Linked DNA regions of Mus musculus: region 2 is linked to region 1. The links are chromatin contacts, called in public Hi-C maps. All regions are on one chromosome and are shown on one strand. Each heading gives the region's core, a stretch centred on a gene start, on an enhancer-like site or on the middle of the called end of the contact. The rest is flanking DNA. Distances are from core to core; before and after follow the strand shown.

Region 1 (4,029 bases), core at 563-3,062:
TGCCGCCAGCTGAGCCTAGTTGCTGCAAGGCCCAGTCCACCTTAATCCTACCATTAGCCTTGCTTTCTTCACTAGCCAGAATGAGCTTCAAGTGCTTGGTAAATTACCTCATTGTCTGCTTAAGTTTCTCAGGCAGTGGTAACTCCAGAGCTCCGTGTGGGGCTGTCTGTGCCGAATGCTTAAGATAGAGGAACAGTGATTGCAGCAGGAAGGGCATGGAACTGATAAAGAACATATACGGCATGGAGACCCCCAAGTCACTTTGAATGGAACCTGTTTTTGTGTCTTTAAAAGACAACATAGCTCTTTTCTTTTCCTCTGCCTTTGGATAGTCGCATCTGCCCTTCACTAGATGGGGAACGGCTACAGCAGACCCTTCTAGAAACTGAGCTTCAGGCTTAGAATCCTTCATACTCTCAAACACTATCAGATTTTGAAGATATATAACTTTTTTTGTTGAGAGATCTGCCATGTCTGGTGTAGAAAATGTATTTGCAGCTCTGGCTTCTACCCGCCAGATGCCAGCAACCCCAAACGTCCACTTGTGAAGAATTAAATGTTGGCAGTGGAGGATGGCTCAGTGGTTAAGAGTATTTGCTGCTCTTGCAGAGAACCTGAGATTGCTTCTCAGCACCCACATTGGGGCTCAACACCTGTAGTTCCAGATCCAGGGAATCTGACACTTGCTTCGGACATCTGGAGACCTCCTTCATATACGTGGTAAACACAAATGCACTTGAGCACATACTCACAAAAATAAATAAATGTTGTAACAGAAACACCATCAAAACTGTCTCCAGAAATTGTGCAAGAGCTCCCGGAGGTCCAAGGATGTCTGATAAAGAGCCATCAGTGTAAAGGAACACTTAGCATCTTCTGGTGGCTTTTGGGGCTCTTAAGAATCACATGTAAAAACGTTATCGTTTTACAGGGTGCATTTATTTGCTATGGGGAGCAGTGCAAAGTACCTAAAGGCCCAATGTGTAATCAATCTAACTTTGGCTTCAGAAATAGACAAAAGAGCTACAGGATGAAGCCTGGAGCTCACAGAAGAATGCCCAGAGAAGAACGAGGAAAATTAAATATGACCAGATAAAATAATTCATGCACCATTGGCAGAATTTAATTATAGGTAACTACGGTCTATGAATGAGAATCAAAAATGTGCCAAAGGCAGGCCATGCAATGATGGCTGAAATGATGCCCCCCGTGGACAAGTGGACTGGCTTGTAAACCAGACTTGCTGGGCGCGTAGGGCAAGAGCTGCATCTTGCCATGGTCCTAATCAATAAACCAGGCTGGGTAAGCTGAGGAGAAACTGCTGCTCACCTGATGGTAACACTGGCCCATGGCACTGGGCACCAGGGCTTTATAAATCATCTTGACATCCATCCAAGCACTAGAAAACCCAAACTGAGGTGTCGAATCTCAGGTCTTGGAAGGATGTGACAAGTGCTCAGATAAACGGAGCAGAGAGAAAAAAAAAAATAGGAATGAGGCAGAAGTGAGATGTTCCCTTCCCATATGAAGCAAGTAATGAAACTGTACTGCAGGGGTGCAAATTTGGACACTGGGAAGGCATCGGAACAGTTAAGCAAATCAGCCTAGGCAACTTGGAATGGAAAAATGATTACAGTACGGAGCTCTCCCAAGGAAAACAGGAAACACGCTGGAAAGCACAAAGCCTTTCTCAAGCAGACAATCCCACATGGAAGTGGAAACTTGAAAGGAGATTCAGTGCTACAAACACTCCGTAACCACATAACAGCTGCCTGATGCAGAGCAGGACTCTGTGAATATGTCTTTGAAATTATCAGCGGCAGCAGCTGAATAGGACCGGCGCTGTGAAGTCTCCTACTCTGTAAAGAGAGAGGCTTTTACAAGAGAGCTGGGAGACCACAGACTTCATGATTTCAGCAGCAGGGGAAAAGCGTTTTGAAGCTCTAAGCCACAGCTTGAACGTAAGAATCTCTAAGGAAGTTATGTTTAATTACAAAGAAATCACTTTTTTTTTTTTCCCAGTGCGGGGAAACCATCCCGCAAACCTGTGAGGTTAAACTGCAAAGGAAAATGTTAACGGATGGAGCAGCCGAGCCAAACAATTTAAACCCCTTTCTGGAAAGCGTTTGACACTGTTCTTCATAAAAACCCTTAATTGGCAAAAATATTTTCTGGCATTTAGAAGGCAAGCTATTTTAACTACAATGAGAAAAAGAATCCCACAAACCAGTTTTGAGATAGGCTATCAAGTTACCGTCAATATTCGGGGTGGGACGGGAAGAACACTGAGGCTCACTTGAAATACGTTGCACAGCTCTGATAAAAGATATAAACACGGAGAGGGCGGGGCCAGGAGCAGTCACGTGATACAGAGACTGGCGAAGACTTAACTTTGCCTTAGCATGTATCTTGCAAAATCAGCAACTGTGCTTCACTTGGTCAGCAAAGAAGGGAGTTTATGAGAGGATATCATTGAGACCTTAAGAAAAATTCTAAGGGGATTACAGATGATAAGGCAGGAAGGCAGCTTGGCTTTGAATGTAAGATCCGGGCCCACATATTCTGTAAACAACAAGCAAAACAGTAAGACTTCCTGTGTGTTGAGGGAGGGTTTGGAGCTTCTGAGGTGGGAAAGGGGGTCTTGAGTAATGCTGTCTGAGAAAGTGGGACGGTGAGTAATGGCCAACTCTGTGCAGAGGAGAAACCGAGAGACACCGTTTATGAATAGGTAGCTGCATTCTTGGCTCCATTTCAGAGAAGTTGTTTAACCATGTTCTAGGATGCAGGAAGTGGCTTATTTCACTGACAGAGCATCTGGATCACATACATTAGGCTTCTTAACTCTCTCTTTGTCTTCTATTTCAAATCCAAACCTCCCTCCAAGGTTTGGTCCAAATCCCATCTCTCTTCTCTGCAAAGTCTTTCCTGGTCCCTCATGTGGTGTGAGATCTTCCAGCACATACTGCCTCTCACATTCATTGGCATTTATTTTTTAACTGTCAAAAAAAGGTCTCCAACTAGAGGGTAAGCAATTTCAGGGCAGAGGCAATGTCTTGTATGCTTTCCTTGATTCCTTGTACCGCATATTTTGGTAAGAGACTTGGAATAAGTTGGGGTGTTAGTTAGTGAAGTGCTTGCAGGTATCTTCTAATGGACTCCATATATCTCATTTTATTAGGGGTTGGCATTCAGTGTAAGTCAGGCAATGGGCTATGTTGTAATGTCATTAGTTATCTTTTATTTTGTGTCTAAAATTAATATAACAAACGTTATACTAAAAGCTAAGAAAATTAGAGAGAGGAGGTGTGAGGCATAGTGTCTTGAGGGGTGAAACAGGAAGAAATTAAGACTAAAGAACTAGGGCCTATTCTAAGACTTGAAAATACTGAAGTTTTCTTTAAAAGACAAAAGACAGTAAAGGGCTAATGTGTGGTAACATACATTACACACACATGTTTTTGTTCATGAGTATGAGTAGGTCATAGGATTCTCTGGAACTGGAGTTAGGGATGGTTGTGAACTGCCATGTGGGTACTGGGTTCCCAAGCCCAGTCCTCTGCAAGAGCAGGAAGTGCTCTTAACCTCAAGTCATTTCTCCAGCCCCCACATACATGTTTGTAAATTGTTGTTGTTGTTGTTGTTGTTGTTAAGTTTCTGCAGGGGCAGGTACCTGGTAATAAGCATGGAGTTTCTGGAGAGCATGAGGGAATTGAGTGACAGGCACAGTAAAGAAAGGGATAATGCTTACGAGCACCATATGACATGTGAAAAGGAGCAGCTACTACACATGACTTCCAACTTGCCCCTCCTTCTATTATTATATTTTATAATATTTTTATATTATGTAAAAATAGGCATTTGTGTGTATACCAGCCAAGTTAAAAACAACAACAACAACACAGCAATCCAATTATTTCATCCACGGAAATTTAGTATAAAAAAACATTAACTAGATAATGAAGTATTTTTTTAAATAAAAGGAAAAGTGGAATACTGAAGTATCAAGAAGTAATGACTGCAGAACACAGT
Region 2 (4,029 bases), core at 489-2,988, 130 kb before region 1:
CCTGAAAGAGATTAAAATAACATCATACCTGAGACGGAGGGCAGGGATGGAAGCCAGACGTTGCTGAGTCCACTTTGATGTTACAGTAACTGGCCTAAGATTAGAACCATACAGGAGGCATTTTACTAAATGAAATAAAATAATACAGGGAATTGTGAATCAAAAAAAGCACCTAGTTGTATTTATAGTTGGTTATTTACATTAAATGGGAGTATTTACAAATATTTAAAAGGGAATGCTTTGATGGATAGAGGGATATAAATATGGGCAAAATACAACAGACTCTAATTACATTCTTCATCGTCAAGGTAATAATTGTGTACTCTAATAATATTGCGTGTTTACTGAAGCAGACATACAGACTCAAAGTCTGGCCATGTTTAAAATAAAAATCAACCTGCATAAACGCCCCAGACAATTTCATAGACAATTCCCATCAGCTATTGAATAAAATGTTGATTCCAATCACAGGTAAAAATCTCCCCAGAGAAGAGGATTAGAGAACGCACTCTCCTGCAGGGATGTCAGAGCACTGGCTCCTTGAGGAGACCCAAGCCCTAACCTCTGGAGCCTGTGAATCCTTGCTTCTGCAAATAGTGCCGGTGAGCAAGCAGGTGATCCCGTATACAAAGGGTCCCAGGTAAAGATGTGTGTCCTCAGTAATGGCAAAGGAAGGTAGGAGAGGGCTGTGACTGCGGCAGGAAGGGGGTCATGGGCAAGGCATGAAGATGGCCTCTAAAGGATGGAAACACCTAAGCACACACACACCTGGGGATATTTCTCATGGCCCTGGTGACATTTTAATCACTGCCAGGGGGACTTACTTTGGACTTCTGGCTTCCAGAACTTCGAGATAATGGATTTATGTCACTAAGTTGGCAGTGAATTGCCATAGCAGAAACAGAAGGTAATCCACCCTTACATCTTTTAAGATATTAACACACAGGGTGGAGAGGAGCAGTTGGTGCTCTGGAAGAGGGCCTGGGTTTGGTTCCCAGCACCCACATGATGACATACAACCATTTGTAACTCCACTTCAAGGGAATCTGATATGCTCTTTTGACCTCCATGGGCCCTAGGCACACATGCGGTGCACATGCATACATGCAGGCAAAATCCCCAGGCAGATAAAACAAACACCTCTCCCCCAGGACAGTTTAGCTCACCACCAGCTGAGGAGCTATTAGCATTTGATAGCTGCAGGACGGAAGGAGAATCAGGTATTTTAAAAAGTATAATAAATAATGTGACCTCTCTGCTGACCTCACACTAGGACAAGTCCAATCCCAAAACCAGCTGAACAACATAATCTGGCCTTGATGGGGAAAGAAAACAAAACAAAAGAAAACAACAGGAGGAGTAATCTTAAAATTCTGTGGAAACAGAGGGGATTGGGAGCGCAGTAAGAGATGGAGTTGAGGGGTGAATGCATTCAAAATACATTGTATGAAATTCTCGGTGTTAATAAAAATATTTTAATCTTTAAAAGATTAACATAACTTTAACAGCAAAATCAGACAGTGTGAAAGAAATATACTGATCTCATTCTTGAGAATATTTGCAAAAGAGCTTGAACAAAAGCCTTTGTTGGCTTACAGGAGAGTCCACCAGGCTTCTCCCAGGGACCCAGGAAAGATTACATCATCTGCCGCCACAGAGGCCAGGGACACCGGTGCGGGGCTGCATATGAAAGAATTTCCCACTACTCCAGCTCCCTTGGTTCCCACAGGTTCCCAGCCAGTCTCTCTCCCCTTTTGGTCCTTCTCTGAACTGCACCCTGTTCCCCTGTTCTCTCCCTCACGGTTCTGCTCCTGTCTGTCTGCCTGTCTACGTCTACTCCTCTGCCTCTACCCCTTCTCTAACTCCTTACTCTCTTCCCTTCTGCCAAATAGCCACCCCCTTATACCAGATCTGTTTCATGGTGTAATTTCTCAGGGGGAACACCGTGGCCTGGGTCTGCCAGGTACCCCCTTGGCTGCATTATACTACATAGCAGCCTTGACAGGACAATTCTAGCAAGTATTTAAAAAATAAAACTGTTGAGCACCCATTGACCTTCAGGCCCGGGGTGCTCTCTGTGTTCCAACCTCCTCCACTACTGATCCAAGCCAGAACTGGCATTCCTGCTCTGATGTGGCCAGACACAGTCTCCAATTTCCCTCCATCAGCTCCTCCAGCCAGCCCCAGGGCTTCACTTCACTAAGGCGGCAGCAGTGCAACACAGCACAGTGGACTACATTTTTGGAGGAAACATCATCTTAAGTCCTTTGGCCTATTTTCCTGGATTAGGGAGTTGGCAACGTCACCTGACATGGTCACAGGCCTACCCCCGCCCCCCCCCCCCGCCCCAAATAGTAGCTTTGTCCATTGGAGAATTTATTTGACTGTGCTGGTGTTGTTGGACCTACAAGGCAAACAAACAAGAAGCTGAAAGCCTTTTGAATGAAATTAGGGAAAGGAAAAAAAAAAAAAGGAAAGAACTGAATCGGTGCAGCACTGGGCATGCGCAGTGTTTACCTCCCATAGTTTGAAGAAGACCAAGTACTGGCCCACTGCAGATGGGAACTGGTTGAGTAAGACATTTATGAAGTGCTGTATGGTGAAGAGTCTCCTTATCAACATTCAATTCTACCTCAACTCGACTTGGAAATACGAATACAGGAGAAATCAGCCCACTTTTTGTTGTTCTCAGTTTTATTGTTTGTTTGTTTTTGTTTTTTTTTTTTAGACAAGGGTTTCTCTGTGTAGCCTTGGCTGTCCTGGAACTCACTCTGTAGACCAGGCTGGCTTCGAAGTCATAGAGATCCACTTGCCTCTGCCTCCCAAGTGCTGGGATTAAAGCTGTATGCCATCACCGCTCAGTTGGTTCTTAGTTTCATTAGTAAAAGAATTTAAGAATGGACCTCTAGTGGAAGCTTAAGGAGATTAAAAGGAGGAAAAAATCAGAGCAGGCAAGCTGCACATCTTAGCAACCAGGAGGAGAGTGGAGAAGAGAAGCAAAGGGGTGCACCACATTGTGGGTGGGAAGCTGGAGAGAAGAGAGAGGAAGGGCAGGACAAAGGCACACCTGGGTTCTGGCAGCATCCACAAGAAAGACAGAAAAGAAGGAAAGTCAGGTCTTCCTAACGTGGGCCTCAGAAGGCAGACAGATCCAGCCCAACCCCCTGTAACTGGTATTGACTCTGTTAGGAGTGGCAATGCTGGAGCAGAAAAGTACAGTGTCTTTTTGCAAGAATGACTGCTCTGCCTGTCTTTAGAATGACTGGAGCCACCATCTGGATGGTCATTTGGCTGATCTGGCTGAAATTAGTTTTATCTGTCTTTTTAATTATTCTTGAGAATTTATATCCAAATACCATATTTACGTCTATTCTCCCTCTCTCCTCTCTCCAGCTCTTCCTATTGGCAGACATATCTAGCAAATGATACTTCTACAACACAACCCTTATCTAAGGCTCAGGGGCCAGTGTGGAAGCAGGGCTGAATGCTATGACAGTCAGAGGATCAGGAGTCTGTTGTGAGATAGCATCTTCTATACATAGCTGCACCCATGAAATCGGAACAGTCTGACAGCCTAACCAATCATTTTGTTCCAATAATCATTAGAGTTCATTCTTAAATTCTTTTAGTAATGAAACTGAGAACCAGCTGAGTGCTCATGGCATACAGCTTTAATCCCAGCACTTGGGAGGCAGAGGCAGGTGGATCTCTGTGACTTCGAGGCCAGCCTGGTCTACAGAGTGAGTTCCAGGACAGCCAAGGCTACACAGAGAAACCCTTGTCTAAAACAAACAAACAAACAAACAAACAATAAAACTAAGAACATCAAAGGCAAACTGTGATTTCTCCTGTGTTAGTATTTCCAAGTTGAGTTGAGGTAGACTTGAGTATGGATAAGGGGAGTCTTCACTGTACACCACTTCATAAACGTCTTACTCAACCAGGTACCCATCAGCTACTTCTTCCCACCTCTTCTCAAATTCATGACCTCTAGTTTTTAAATTATTGTTTAATATATATACATGTATA

Evidence for each region. A called contact is a pair of places that touch in the nucleus more often than the background predicts.
Region 2: a Hi-C map of muscle stem cells shows a contact between it and region 1, with 2.6 times the contacts expected there. The contact joins two enhancer-like sites. A contact is called at or near these places in 9 of 484 Hi-C or Micro-C datasets (adipose-derived mesenchymal stem cells, embryonic fibroblasts, embryonic stem cells and 4 more), 1 of 115 datasets of contacts at active chromatin or transcription factors (embryonic stem cells) and 1 of 9 other capture datasets (embryonic stem cells).

What each region holds. Positions count from the first base shown.
Region 1 is chr1:57,434,899-57,438,927 of GRCm38.p6, reverse strand. No RefSeq gene overlaps it. Among named protein-coding and RNA genes, the nearest start is that of Gm22371, 15 kb to the right of the region's middle. Within about 2 kb of position 1,812, at least 105 of the 459 cell types and tissues checked have an H3K27ac peak or open chromatin away from gene starts, as enhancers often do. A contact at or near this core is called in muscle stem cells, where this site is marked.
Region 2 is chr1:57,562,565-57,566,593 of GRCm38.p6, reverse strand. No RefSeq gene overlaps it. Among named protein-coding and RNA genes, the nearest start is that of Gm22371, 140 kb to the right of the region's middle. Within about 2 kb of position 1,738, at least 8 of the 459 cell types and tissues checked have an H3K27ac peak or open chromatin away from gene starts, as enhancers often do. A contact at or near this core is called in muscle stem cells, where this site is marked.